Regions from separate parts of the Mus musculus genome. Here region 1 is linked to region 2. A link is a contact called in public Hi-C data. All regions are on one chromosome and are shown on one strand. The core of a region is the stretch at or near the end of the contact, and the rest is flanking DNA. Distances in the headings are between cores, read along the strand shown.

Region 1 (7,645 bases), core at 23-2,522, 84 kb before region 2:
CTCATTCCTCTGTTTTCAGAATGCCACAGTCGGCAACACCACTTGGTAAAGGGGCAGAAGTTGAGGTCCTTCTTCCTTACAGAGAGAGAGAGACACCCTGGGTTTCCGCCACAGCTACTGACACTCTAGTAGTTACTGGAGCTTGATTTACATCTGTTAAACAATGGGCATACTGGATGCTTTTCTCTCTACATAAACATCTAAAAAACCAACATGTTACAGTCAAGGCAGAGAAGAAAGGTCCTGCTGAGAGGCACACAGACAAGAGAGAGAGAGACAGACAGACAGACAGACAGGGGGAGAGAGAGAGAGAGAGAGTGGGGAAGAGAGAGGGGGAGAGGGAGAGGGAGAGGGGAGAGAGGGAGAGAGGGAGAGAGGGAGAGAGAGAGAGAGAGAGAGAGAGAGAGAGAGAGAGAGAGAGAAGGCAGGGGAAACCTAGGCAGAGCACAGGACAGGCCCTTGCTTTAACATTTGCACATTAGTCTAGTGTTCTGGGCCCACCAGACTCCCAAGTTCCCCAGAGAATTTACATTCCAGGAAAGGAGACCAGCAGGCATCAAATAAACACCAATTAAAATCTGCAGCTCAGGCTCTGGGGGTGGTCTAGGCCTTTCCTCTCTGCCTGTGGGAGGAGCCCACCTGAACCTGGCTCTCAAAGGTGGGCAGGGGGGTGGGGGGGGGGGATGAAATGGAGACTAGAGGACAGCAGCTGAAGGCTCCCTGGAGAGAAGGACTTTACAGTCTCCTTCTGTCCCCTACTGCTAAAAGGTCACTTGACTGTGTGCAGGGAACTGTGCAGAGTGGCCTGAGGCAAGTCACAGGAAGGTGAGAAAGGGTGTTTTGAGCTGGGTTTTGGAGGACTGGTAAGAGTTCACCAGACACAAATTATCAACTCATTAAGGATCTAGAATTTCACATCTTGCTCATTGATGCTGAAAACCTAGTCGTCCAGAAAGTAAAAACCAAGAACAGAAAAGTGTAGACATTATAAAGTATGACAGTAGAGAGCTGAGATGCACAGGTACGGGGGTGTCCTTAGAGCCCTGGGTCCACCCCACAGGTCAATGATGTCATTACCAGAGGAGAGAGGTGGCTGGTTGGGCAAAGCCAGAAGGCCAGGGTTCTGCCTGGGAAACAGCTGCCAAGGTTAGCCCCGCCTTCACCACACCCCGAGTTCAGGCTTCAGGGTCCCAGGAGGGTGGCAGCAGCGGGCCAGGGACACTGGAGCCAGGCACAATCACAGTGGGCAGCCGCAGCTGCGTGGCTTCGGAATCTGGTAGTTAGTGGGCGGCCTGAGGAGCCGAGCTGTCTCCCCTGTGTTTATCTGGCTCCATGGAGTAGCTGGGAACTTGATCTCCGTGGGGAAGCTGGCCTGGGTTGCCCTACCCAAGGAAGCCCTGGCCTCCCAGAGCACCCCAGAGATATCTGGAGAGAACAGAACCAGGAGCATATGAAGGGTGTGCCCAGGCCTGGGGTGAACCAGAGCAGCTCCCTCTGGGAGCATGCCTGCTGCTCTGACCATGGGCCAAATGCTTTCTGTGTAGCTTCCCTGCAAGGAAAGTGGTTTCCCTCTTCTTGAACAAGTTGGGGAAACTGAGGCTCAGAGATGGTAAGGAATTTGTTCAAAGTCACAGAGACAGTGCTGAGTTGGAATTCGGATCCAGCTGCTTGCAAAACCAGTGTCCCCAACCATTTTGTCGCCTTGACTCTGGGGGCCCTCCAGTCACTGTGGACCCTTCTGTGAACAGAGCTGGGGGTGGACATTGCCTGTCAGCCTTTCCTCCAGCCTCAGCAGCACCAGCTCTGGATGTTGAGCTCCTGGAGGCGGCTCCATCAGACCAGCTATGAGGAGTGTGTAACCATGGAAACAGGGTTTCACCTCTGGGCCCAGGTCTACCACCCAGTCAACACGCTGAACAGAGGAAGAATGAGAAGGACCTTCAACTTGAACACCTTGTCTCAGCCACTTTCCCACAGGGACAAAGCCAAGTTGCCCACTGCTAGCTGTGTGGCTCCAAGCAAGTGACATAACCTCTCTGATCCCTCAGTCCACTCCACACAATCCATGATGTCTCTCCCTCTCTCTCTCTCTCTCTCTCTCTCTCTCTCTCTCTCTATCACACACACACACACACACACACACACACACACGCACACGCACACACACACATACACGCACGCACACACGCACATGCACACACACACACATTCAGTAGTGATTGTTGGATTTGAACTTTGATATTTTTTTCTGTTTGTAGTTTTCAGATCCTTTCTTCCGTCATATGAGACATGTTTCCAAACAACAGAAGCCCCACACCCACTGCCAACATGCAAGACAGCACCAGGAAAGCTGGCAACCCCAAACTCCAGTGTTGATCTGAAACCTTACCCTTGCCCTCGCTCACAGACTTCTGGAAGCCTTAAACCTGTTTACAACACCAGACTAGAGTCTCCTGGGTGAGAAACCCGAGGTGGGTGAGCCAGGCATGGGTGGATTCCTAATCCCTGCTGTCTCCAGCTGTTTTCCCACGCTGGGGCTCAGTGGGGCTGGCTGCTCCTTCCCCGGGCCACCTCAAGGCCAGGAATGTCGCTGGTACCTTCCACCAGGAAATGCTGACCAGATTGCTTCCGTGCTCTTTGATGTAATCTGGAGTCTTTGAGCCCAGATGTCTCTGCCAGGCCTTTTAGGGAAATGCACAGTGCCTTCGTGACTGGGGAATTCCGAGGAACCCTGGTGGTCAGACTCTTTCTGACCTCCTCATAGTGATGCAAGGGCAGGTGGAGACAGAGGGAAGGTCATCTAGAGAGCTGTTGGCCAGGATCCTCTCAATTCCCTGTCTGTGGTTCCATGGTCCCTGCCCTCTGGGAGTTCCCAGGTCTCCCGAGGCAGGTACCCCCACGCCCCTAGGGGACAAAAGGACTCGGTTCTGCAGAAAGAATGTCCGGACCAGGACCCCTCCCCAGCAGCTTTCTCCAGGAATCTTGTGTCCCTGTTCTTTGTCACATAGTCTGTGACCTCCAGGGCAGAGTGTCCCTGTGGGTAGCCTCACCAGGAGAGCCTTGACTTGAATGAAAGCGCTATGAGCTGGGTGCACAAGTACGCATACCTCTCTCCACAACTGATAAGCGCGGCAAAAGCACACAGATCTGGTGCTTTCCTTAGCACGGCTTGACCTTTGACTCTGTGACCAGGCCTGGAAGCAAAGCAGCCCCCCCCCCTACCAAGGCCCACACTGGGTTCCAGAGCTGACCTAGAGGGACCCTTCTTCCTTAGGACAGAAGTTCTATTTGCGTGATGATGGGGCCTCACTACCTGTCCCTCATCTCCTGTGCTGTTAGAAGGAACCAGACCACAGCAGGGCACAGAGAGATAGATGGTCAGAGATCCAATGATATCTATCCCTTCGGCGCCCATGTGTCTCTGTGTAGACTAAAATGGGGAGAGAAGTCTGCCTTAGGGAACTGGCCTGAGTACCACCCCTTGTCACCTGATGAGACCAGGCTCGGGGAGACACAGCCCAGCAAATCCCGCATGGGGTAGTGCTCTGTTAGGCCTCCCCTCCTCCCTCTCCGGAACTTTCTGGTTGATCACTGCAGCCAAAGATCACCGTGGCATCCCTTGGTGCGTCTATTGAGACAAGCCTGTTAGCTTGTTCCTGGGCTACCAGGAGAGACTGTCCCCTGGAAGACGTGGGGACCGTCCGACTCCAGGTGCAGCGTGAAGGGACTTTGTAGTACAGAGTATTTTATTATCTGATTAGGCCCCTTGATGGGTTCCACATGGACCCACTCTTGGGTCCTCCCTCTGCCTCATGAATCCCATACCCCATGAGTATTGCAGCTCACGTAGATCTAGCCCCTTCCCGGAAGATTCTCTTAGGCTTGTTTCGGCAGGACTACAGGATCAGGCAGTATGCTGAAGATGGTGACCCTCCCAGACCTCAGCCAGCATCCCCTTTTCCTCCATTCCCCAGAACACTTGAGCTGACCCAGACCCAACCTCAGGGAACAAACAGAGGCTGCCTCTCCTTCAGGGAAAGGGGCCCCTGGCCCCCTGAGCCCCTCTCTCTTCAGGGATTTCTGACTAACCTTCTCCCTCCCTGCTCTGTTTCCTGGTGCTAGGCTCAAGGCATTCTCTGCCATTTCCTCCACTAAGCCTGCACCTCTGACACAACATTCCACGAGGGCACTCAGGCCCATTGTCCACAGTCTCCATTGTCCAGACAGGCGACTGAATACCTCACACTCCTTCCCTCCACTGTGGCTAGAGGGGCCCGCTGGGGTCTGAAGAGGACTGGGCAGTTGGCATTTGGGAGGAAAGTGAAACACAGAGGGCAAGAGATAAGGATTTACATGCTATTTTTCAATTAAAAATGTGTAATACAATATACTGTAATCATGTTTTCCTCCTCCCCCACCCCCCAGGCCCTCCCCTCCCCCCTGCCCACACCACTTCATGTTTTTTCTCTCTCCCCTCTGTCTCTGTCTCTGTCTGTCTCTGTCTCTCTCTCTCTCTTTCTGTCTTTCTATGTGTGTGTGTCTAACAAAAATAAAAATAGAATAAAATCAAAACAAACAAAAGATAAGCCCCAAAATTCCAAAACAATAAACAAGAACAAACCCCATGGAATCCTTCATGTCAGCCAACTGCTCCTGAGCACGGGACCTGACCTGGAGTGTGGTAAATGTTCCCATGAGACTCCATTGGAAAAGCTGGTTTTCCCCTTTGCCAGCTGGCATCAGTTGCAGGTAGCTCCTTTGTGATGGGTAGGGGTTGTGCCTACGTCCCTCGTCAGTGCTGGGGAGTTTTGTCTGGTTTGAACCTGTGGGGGTCTTGTACTGTCACAGTCTCTTTGATACGTGTGTCGATCAGACCCCTTGAGTCTGGAAGACCCTGGTTTTTGGTGCCCTCCATGTCCCCTGGTCCTCACAATCTCTCTGCCTCCTCTTCCATACAGAGTCCTGAGGGAGGCGCTGACTATGAATACAGCAGTGTGTCTCGAGCAGTCGTCTTATTGCCATGTTCCTTTAGCAGAATAATAGTAGCAGGTTTAAATGTATTTTTACTCATTCAGTTTATTCAGAAGGCTGGGGAATTCCCAAGGGCTTTGATCATGATAAGCACACTGAGCCACTGAGACACACCCCTGACCGACCCTATGTTCTACTTTGTCCTACTTATTGGTGATTTGACTATGTTTTTGAAGCAGAATTTTGCTATGTTGCCCTCATTAGATTAGCTCTCACTATGTAGCCCAAGCTGGCCTCAAACTCATAACAATCCTCCTGCCTCAGCTTCCAGAGTGCCGGGATTACAAGTATACTTCTATTCTCACCTTCTGTGGCTATGTAAAGGAAAATGGCCCTCATAGACTCATATCATATATTTGAATGTTAGGTCACCAGGAAGTAGTACTGTTGGGAAGAATTAGGGGGTGTGGCCTTGTTGGAGAAGGTGTGGCCTAGTTGGAGAAGGTGTGGTCTAGGTGGAGTAGGTGTGGCCTTGTTGGAGGAGGTGTGTCTCTGGGGGTGGGCTTTGAGGTTGTGAATCTGGATATAAAGCTCTCATGGTGCTCTCCAGCACCATACCTGTCTGTTTCCAGCCGTGGTGACCATGGATCAACTCTAAAACTGTAAGCAAGCTCTCAATTAAATGCTTTCTTTTGTAAGAGTTGCCTTGAGCCCTTCCTCCATGCAGGATGGGGATGCAACCCCGAGACTTGAAAGTCGCAGTCTGAAAAGCCCAGCCCAGCAGCATCTCATGCATTCACTGTGTGAGAGATGTCACTGCAGCCTGGCCCCAGAGCACTACCATTCTCCAAAGAAGCTTCATTTATTATCAACCAGTCCCCATATTGGAGCCCTGTCTCCATTGTCCTAGCAACCAAAATCCATTTCCTGTCTCTCAGGGTTTGCCTTTCGGGATCAGCCACACAAATGGAACCATCACCACAGGAGACTTGCTGCTTTCACAGAGCATCATGTCATAGTCAGAGCACAGTCCAATGAGTCACCTCCCCACTCCTCTTCAGGGCTGAATAATATTCCATTGCGTAGATGTGCCAGTTTGCTCACTCATCACGCGATCAACATCTGAGTCATCTGCACACTCTCCAAACGGCAACTGATCCTCTCTGTCATGGGGAAGGTTTTGTGTGGTGGTTTTCTTTTCCTTAATACATACCTAGGGGTGGAATTGCTGGGATTATGGTAATTCTATGTTTAGCTTCCTGAGAGCTGGCCAGGTTCTTTGTCACAGTGGCTGCAGTTTCACATTCCCACCAGCCTTGTTGGAAGGGCTTCAGCTTCTCCACATCCTCACCAAGCCTGCTTATTTTCTCTTCTCTCTAAAAAAAAAATAAAAAAGTATAGCCATCCCAGAGGGTGTGAAGAGGTAACTCGCTGCAGCTCTGATTTTCCCTTCTCTGATGACTAATTCAGCAGCTGAGCTCCTGTGGTCTTCCAGATTGACTTAAGGACCAGGAAACTCCATTGTAAATTACAACCACGTATTTCTGATTGACTACTGCTAAATATTTAAATGATTGCTGTTTTCCTAATCTTCCCTGCCTCTTCTCTTTCCCCCTCTTTCTCTCACTTTCCTGCCCCCCCCCCTCTCTCTCTGTCTCCCTCTTTCTCAACATAGTCTTGCTTTGTTGTCCAGGCTAGCCCAAACTCCTAGGTTCAAGCATCCCTCTAGCCTCAGTCACATGACTAACTGGGCTACAGATGTGAGCCACCACACCTGGCTTAACATCTAGTCAGCCCGGCCAGGCCTACCCACGGTGCTCTCTACACAGTGCAAGCAAACAGGAAGCCCACCTCAGGAGCATGGGGCCAGCCCTTGAGTTAAATAACTTTGCAGATTAAGTGAGTCCTGAGAAAGGCAAGTGTGAGAAAGAACGCAAGCTGTAGACAAGGGGTCACTCATGGTCATTCCCTCACATGTACAGGTGGACCCTGCTCTGTGTTGGCTGCAGTGCAGACAGCTCTGTAGGACTGAGTCGTCAACCTGTGGGATCTGAGCTAACTTCAGGAGATGGTACCAACCTTAGGTCGAACTGGGGGATGTGATTTGTGTTGGAGAATTAGGATTCAGGGTGAGAGCAAATTTAACTCAGGTTCTATTTTGGTGAGGACCCCAACCACCAAGTTCTATCTTTGAGGCACATGGTGTGTGTTAACCAGTTTGTAACTGTGAAGCTGGGATTCTGGAAGGGAAGCAGAGAGATGGGCTGTAGAGGCTATGAGCTCATAGCAAACACGGGAGGGGCCACCGGAAGCGGGAGACAGACGACAGATGGAGGGACACAGCAACTGAGGACTGGGAGCACCTGCAAGGAGCACCAAGATGGGCTGTGGAGGATACCTCCCTCTGGATAGGAGACCTGGTGAGGCAAGAGGAGACTTCAGTCCGTTATTCCCCACTGGCTGGAAGGGACTCTACAGCTCCCCTGCTCCTCAGTCATGTGGCACTTCTGGCATGTGGCCAGGCCTGACTCAGGGTCCCACAGCAGAGGGCTGGAGCCTGGGAGAGCAAGGAGGTTCTACGAATGCAGCGAATGCAGTGCTGAGCTCAGCACTCAGGTGGAGGGGCATGATCCAACTCTAATCTGTTTCACTCTAAACCAGTGCTGGACCCTCC
Region 2 (6,895 bases), core at 2,397-4,896:
TTTTCCCGAGACAGGGTTTCTGTATAGAATTGGCTGTCTTGGAACTCACTTGGCAGACCAGGCTGGCCTCTAACAAGATCTGCCTGCCTCTGCCTCCCAAGTGCTGGGATGAAGGCAACCAAAACCACTGCCTGACTGTCAGGCAGCCTACTTCTCCTTAAGCTCTGTGAGAAAGGTCCTACACGCTTCCATCTTCATAGGGCAGAGAGGATGCAGGCTACATCTTGTCTCATTTTACAGCCCTGCCAGTCCCTCGGCTGCCCCTGCCTGTCCCTAGGAAGGGCAGAGAAAGTGCCAGAGCATTAAGACCCTCTCTTCTTCAGGCTGGCTTTCTGCAGACAGTACAGGAAGTGAACAGAGGGCAAGTCAGTGAGGAAGGAACATCAGAAAAGGGAAGGTTTGGTGCTGAAGACCAACTGGCTGATGTCAGGGAGCAGGCGACACACTAGACACACATACACTAGCTAGGGGCTCCTCACCTGACATTCAACTCTCACAAAGGCAGACTACATCTGGTCCCAGGAGTTCCCAGGCCCTGTGCACCCAAGGAAGCAAAGCTTCTGAAAGAGCAGGAAGGAAAAGAGCCTACCTTCTGGAACCTCCTCCCCAGACTTGGTGGCTACAGGACAGTCCTTTCTTAACTCCAGGTCTCTAGGCCTGGTAGTGTAGGCAAGGAAGAGAGGTGAAGACAGAGGGCTCCCAGACCTGCCCACATCTCAATTCTGTGACTCTGTGGGACTTCCTCACAGAGGGCCTGACAGGAAGAGGAAGAGGGGAGTCATCCCCACCCAGCTCCCAAGGAGCCCCCTCCTCTTCCCCTCAGCCATGTTCCCGCTGCTATTTTTAGAACAGTCCACAGGAAGCAGAGTGGCTCTACCAGCCCCCACCACACTGCATGCGGCCAGGCTCCAGGTAAAACACTGCAGCTCATTCATTCCCTTCCAGCCAGAACGTGCCCGGAATGTGTAGACATGCCTGCTGACTAGATAATCCCCCTCCCCCACCCCCGCACCATCAGCCCAAGTACCAACGGGGCAAGCTGCTCCCTCTCCATTATGGCCCAGGTTAGGGGGCTTTCTAATGGTCCTGCAATTGCTGAGTGAAAAGAGCTCTGTGCTCTAAGACCATTGAATCCCCTCTGCAGACCTTCAAGCCACCAACTATGTGCCTAAGTTCTAGCACCTATCCTGGTCTTGTTCTCTACAAATCGGCTTGTTCAACTGTTGCTCTCCCTGGAGGACAAAGGGGGCTTTTGGTTTTACATTCAAGGATCCTATGGTTTGACCAAAACCCCACTTACTCAGCATACTATACACTATATTCTCCACTTTAAGATATACATATGTTGGATTATGTTCCTAAAGGCTTCTGGGAGTTGAAGGTGAGTCTCAGAATACATTTACCATTTAAGACTGCCATATGTGGTGGTCCACCTCCAAGGCTAGCCCACACAACCCTTAATGCTCCAGCCAGAAAGACCACTAGAATACTGTTTTCTTGCAATAATGGCACTGATCCCAAGTAGGGAAGTGCTAGTGTGTGAAAGAACCCTCAATAGAAAAATCTATCTTTAGTTGCTATGTCTGAGCAATGAGTGACAGATAGCAACAGTAATGGAGAGCCACCACCCGGCAGCCTCTGACAGGGTCTGCAGAGCACACTGGAAACTGAAAGAGGTCAGTCAGATCGACTGACCCAGCTCTCCTTGAAAGCCAGCCTGAGGCTCGGCGGGCAAGAGGGCTGGTTGAAGAATACACCTGCGCGCAAACATGCATGAAGCCAAGCAACAGACCAGGGCACGCTGAGCCCAGTGCAGTGGAGGGCAGAGGGCTGGAGAGGGAAGGGGAAACAACAGAGCTGCTTCCCAGGGCAGCCGGAATGAGGAACCTTGGAGTGGGGAGGAAGGTAAGAAAGGGTTTCTCACATAGGTGTCTGTAATTGGGATTCCTTCTGCTATGAGCCAATAGGACTGGTCTGTGAAATCTAAGACATCTGCCTTCTTTCTTCCTTTAACCAATTCCCTGAGTCACGAGGTGCTGCTGACCCCAGCCCAATCTTCGGTAATTCCAGTGTCAAGAGTCTGGGTGTGGGTATTCCAGGCACAATGACTGTGATAAGGAACCTGAGTTGGTTCCTGCTTTTTGAAGGGTATAACTACTGTATGCCAGTCTTTATGGTCATTTCCTAGTATTCTGCACTCTGGTGACCCTGACCCTGGAGACTACCTGTATTCAGCTCCCCCCACCCCCCACTTTGTGTGTGTGTGCGTGTGTGTGTGTGTGTGTGTAAGGAAACAGATGATCAGAAAAGTGAAGTGATTTGTTCAAGGTCACACAGCAAGTACTAGATAAGTCACTACTCAAGACCAGGGCTTCTGAATCCCTACCCTGGTTTTCTCAGAGGCAGGTGTGTGTGTGTGTGTGTGTGTGTGTGTGTGTGTGTGTGTGTGTGTGTGTGGAGAGGGGTACCCTCAGACTTAGAGAACCAGGGTGTTATGATCAGGTTTTCTTCCCTCTGAGGATGCCTGCATGAGCGTGGAGATAGGGTTTAACCCTGGCCAGATTGCATCATAGATTAAGCCGGGTGTGGGCCTGCTGGTATCTGCATAGCCTCTGAAGCAAGAGTAAAACCTCTGAACCAAACCTCAGCTCTGGTCCCAGGGCTCATGGCCCTGGGCAAAAAAAAGCCACTTCCTCTTTGTGATCCTGTTTCTTCTTCTCTATTATAGAATAGAAGGAGGGACCCGCCCATCAGTTGAATTCAGGCCTCTGACCGCTACAGAGCATCTCCTATGAGCCATGCAACATGAAATAAGGTATGGCCTCCGCTTGCCCCTAAGGAGCTTGCAGGCTTTCCGGTGTGGCAGACCTTACTGCCTGGTTCACCATGCTAATAGGCATGGAACACACTCCTCTGGCAAGCACAGTGTGGGCGGGGACAGCCATCTCTGAGGCACACCTCAGAAAGGGTGTGTCAAAGAGGTGCTAAGCCCTGGTCTCCCTAGGGACTGCAGCCGCCAGGGACATTGAAAGTGAACAATGGTGTCAAGGAACAGCCTGCCCATGGGAAGTCACAAGAACTTTTGGGAGGGACACTCCCACCCATGGAGCCAGAAGAGCATGGAGAGTCAAGCTGTGACCTCGGGAGAGCCCTTCAACAAGGCACTGATGACCCAGCCCTGTCAGGCCTTCTCAGCTGGAATGAATGGTCTGTGGTTGCAAGGAAACAGTTGACCCACTAATGTGTGCAGACATTAGCTGTGTGATCTCAGCAAGTTTAACCTTTTGAAGATCCAGTACCTACAAACTAGGTAGAGCAGGAGTCTATTCTTAAGGGGATACCATACCACATCAGGCTCTAGTGAAGGTCAAAGAGAAAGCGAAGGGCAGGAGTTAGAAGCCATGCCTGGCTCACACAGGAGTGTCTGGCAGATCATCCAACACTCAATGGCTGGGGAGTGGCAGCCTTTCTAGAGACTAGCTTGGAGCAAAAGGAAAGTAAGACAGAGCACAGAGGCAGGTTGTTCTCTGTTCCTTAAGAGTTAAAAAAAAGAGAAGAAAGATGGCCGAGTCCTAACATAAAGCAGTCTGCCCTCAGCCTGGCCAGCAGTGGAGGGAGGGAGGGCAGGAGGTCTGGAGGCAGCCAGAAAAGCAGTGGAGCTGGGGAAAAGAATGCTCTGCGGAGAGGGAGTGGGAGGAGGGGGGCTGAAATCTGATCCCTTCGGTTCCCAGTTACTTAGATCTGTTGGTCTAAACCCAGTGGATTAGCAAAACCCAGGCTCAGATCCTGGCAGAGGGGAGCCCTCTTCACTGCATTTGGGTTAAGTCTCTATATTCTGTACCTATGCTCAGACTAGCAGGCCCGAGCCTAAGCTACTCTTCCCTGCCTCTGTCATCATTCCTTTACTGCCAGGGTGCCCCCATGACGGTGACCAATGATCCTGCTGAAAGCCAGACTGAGAAGGGGAAGGTCCTCCAGGGAGCTTGCCGCCGCCGGAGAGCATCTCTGCCTTTCACGGCAGACTTTTGTCAAATCCTGTGGAAATAGGTTTTTCTGGTTTTGTTTGTTTGCTTGTTTGTTTTCAACCTGGGCCACCACTTAGGAAAACTATCGCTCCTCACTTAATCTGTCTCCAAAGCATGCTTCCTCCGTGGAAGAGACCAAGATGTCTGAGACAGCCATCATTGTCTCCTGCCTCTCCTGGAGGCTCATGGGTGACTTTTCTTCCTTCTGTCCCTCAAAACACCTTTGCATCCACACAGGACAAAGGACTGGGTCTCTCACCAGCTGAGCCACCACAGGTTCAGTCACCTAATGCTTCAGAAGCCTTTACTGTTTTGTTCGTAAGATGTGTCTGTTTAGGGGAGTCTAAGCTCGGCGGGACCCCCCTGCCCTCTCCAAAGCGCATGCTCCCTGCAGGGTTCTCACTGAAGGAATGCATCCACGTGGCAAAGCTGCCCGTGCCTGTACTGTGGAGAACCTTCTTGGTGCCTTGGAGTTGACTGTGATTAGTAAGGGTCTTGATGACAGGAGTCGGAGGGGAAATTAATAATAATAATTATTATTATAATAGTAATAATAATAAGACATGTACAAATAAGAATCACCATTCTCAGAAGGTCTGTATAATTCCAGCTCCCAAAGGGCCAAAGGACTCAGGCAATGAGGGCTTCTATGAGAGATGAGCTTCAAAGGACTCAGAGTGGGAGACACAGAAATGGGATCCCAGAACGGGTAGGAGACTCAAAGAGGCACTTTGTATTCAAATCTCACAGATGGCCTTTCAACAATAAAGTGGCTGTGCTCCCGACCTCCCCGCTCCTGGGGCCGGAGACACCACCCAAGACAATTAGCCCATCAGGAAAGAAGTCGTTGTGTGCTTCTTAGCGTGATTTATGTGGCAGGGAGGGGGCCGGCGTGGTTCCCGTGATTATGACTCTCAGAGGCCACGCTGAGAGCTCCTCCTCCTCTTGAACAGCTGGGATGGACTGAAGAGCGGAGGCCACCGGGTCATATTTCATCCTCTCGGGCCCACGACACCAAATTAATTGTCACATTGATTTATGAAGCAAGATGGCCATGGTGCCGTGGCTCACCACAGTCATGGAGCAAGCTAGCCCAGGACTTGCCAGGAGTACCTTCCTCTTCCCCATCAGCCAGTAGGCCTGGGAGCTTGATGGGAGAATCTGTTCCACTCAGAAGTTGCTGATCAGGGAGAACGGCTCGTCCCCGGGGTGGGTGTTATGTTCAGATCCTCTTCTTGTCTTCTGTGCCCATCTGTTGGACAGAGGTCTGTGCCCAGATGCAAGCGAAACAAGATAGCTGATTTCCCACGCAGGTGGTCCTCCTGGGCTTCATGACCTCACGATCAATCATTAGGTGAGAGAATCAAGTGAAATCAAAGTGTGGTTTGCTGTCTGCACAGACCCGGCTGTTCGGATTTACCCCGTGGGCTGATCACTGGCTGGCAGTGTGGTGCTACACAACCCTTGAACCAAGCCAATCTTTCCTTGCTGGGCTGGGTGTTAGCCTGATTCCTGCAGAGTCACCCCATTCCCTGTTAGACTGATAACTCAGCATGGCTCATTTTTCCAAAGTTGGAAGGAAAATAAGGGACATGCACTCTCCTGGGCCACCATTTAGGGGCTCAGGTGGCTCTGGTAGTTTAGCAAACTCAAAAGAGCACAAGAATCGTCCTTAAGGTACTTAAGACTCAGGTCTGGGGCTTCTCTGGCCTTAGCCATCACTGCAGCTTTCTGCCTCTGCGTGCTCAGTACCTAACCCGACAAATACTCTCTAGCATATGGCCCTCGTCCTTCCAATCCACAGCCTTGAGATTCTGTCCTGCTGGGTCTCTACAGTTAGAAAAGGGTGAGCTACCTAGCCCAGAGCATGGGAGTGGACCCAGCTCTCATTACTGGACCTGGGCAAGATTCCTTTCATGTTGTCTCTGTAAAGGTTGCTGAGCTACACTTGGTCCTGGCCACCGGCTGCTGCTCCTTAGAAGCCCTACAGAAAGCAAAAAACGGGAGTTCTCAGAGTGCAAGGCCCTAGCTTCCTTCTCTTAGCATGACAGGTAGAGCAGATACAGGTGATCTCTACGGAGCCTGGAAGCAGGGGAGACATGAACTTTCCCATCTTGGGAAAATTAAGCTTTACTGTTTCGGTGCTCATGGGCATTCCCAAAAGCTCAACTCTGGTCTGAGTAGAGGAATCCCTAGGAGGGAGGCCTCAAACCTCACGCCACCAAGATAGCAAGACCCAACGGAGCACGAGGGCAGGCAAGGGTGAGCTAGCATCACTCCTTATCCCAGAGCCTACCCTTCCAATACCTACCATCGCAGCGCCCTCTAGAACAAACCACCATCACCCCTCACCCTGGAGGCCTGAAGGGGAGCCCTAACCAGTCTCACAGCCACTTGGGCCCCTCCTAACTGCAATCTGATCTTGTAGATATGCACCGGGAGGAGTCTGTGACACCTTTCCTCAAGCTTCTTCCACTGCCTGGAACGCTCTCTTCAAAGTCCTTGGCTGGCTAGCTCCTCTCCAGCTCAAGCTGTATGGTTCCCCTTCATAGCCCACACGTAGCAAGGAGACATAATGCCCTGTCTGAAGACATCTGTGATGTTTCTGTACAGACCCTTGCAGTGTATGTGTGTATCAGTGTTGATTTATTTGGTGTTCTCTCCCTGTTGGGACGGGGAGGGCTGGGATCTTGATGGGAGCACAGCATCTTCTAGCACACACCCTAGCACAAAGGAGATGTCCCCCAGTACCCACTGACTGAGGAAGTAAATGTGTCCATTTGAAATAGGAGTGGGAAGGAGAGATGTCTTCCAGCAGGAATGGGTCACAGGCACCATCTTCCGTTCGAGTGCCCTCTCCCTCTTTCCTG

What was found. Hi-C and Micro-C count contacts between places; a contact is called where the count stands out from the background.
Region 1: a contact with region 2 is called in a Hi-C map of nephron progenitors, with 1.8 times the contacts expected there. The contact joins two enhancer-like sites. A contact is called at or near these places in 2 of 484 Hi-C or Micro-C datasets (nephron progenitors and uterus), 7 of 115 datasets of contacts at active chromatin or transcription factors (CD8 T cells, bone marrow-derived macrophages, double positive thymocytes and 3 more) and 4 of 9 other capture datasets (adipose tissue, embryonic stem cells, liver and 1 more).

What each region holds. Positions count from the first base shown.
Region 1 is chr4:62,738,333-62,745,977 of GRCm38.p6, reverse strand. No RefSeq gene overlaps it. Among named protein-coding and RNA genes, the nearest start is that of Gm11211, 15 kb to the right of the region's middle. Within about 2 kb of position 1,272, at least 74 of the 459 cell types and tissues checked have an H3K27ac peak or open chromatin away from gene starts, as enhancers often do. A contact at or near this core is called in nephron progenitors and uterus, where this site is marked.
Region 2 is chr4:62,657,487-62,664,381 of GRCm38.p6, reverse strand. All of the region lies in intron 10 of Rgs3 (regulator of G-protein signaling 3), which reads right to left. It overlaps Gm52741 (a long non-coding RNA gene), which reads left to right. Exons shown (of 3, transcript XR_003955422.1): 2 at 2,729-2,815; 3 at 3,005-4,537. Among named protein-coding and RNA genes, the nearest start is that of Gm52741, 9.0 kb to the left of the region's middle. Within about 2 kb of position 3,646, at least 129 of the 459 cell types and tissues checked have an H3K27ac peak or open chromatin away from gene starts, as enhancers often do. A contact at or near this core is called in nephron progenitors and uterus, where this site is marked.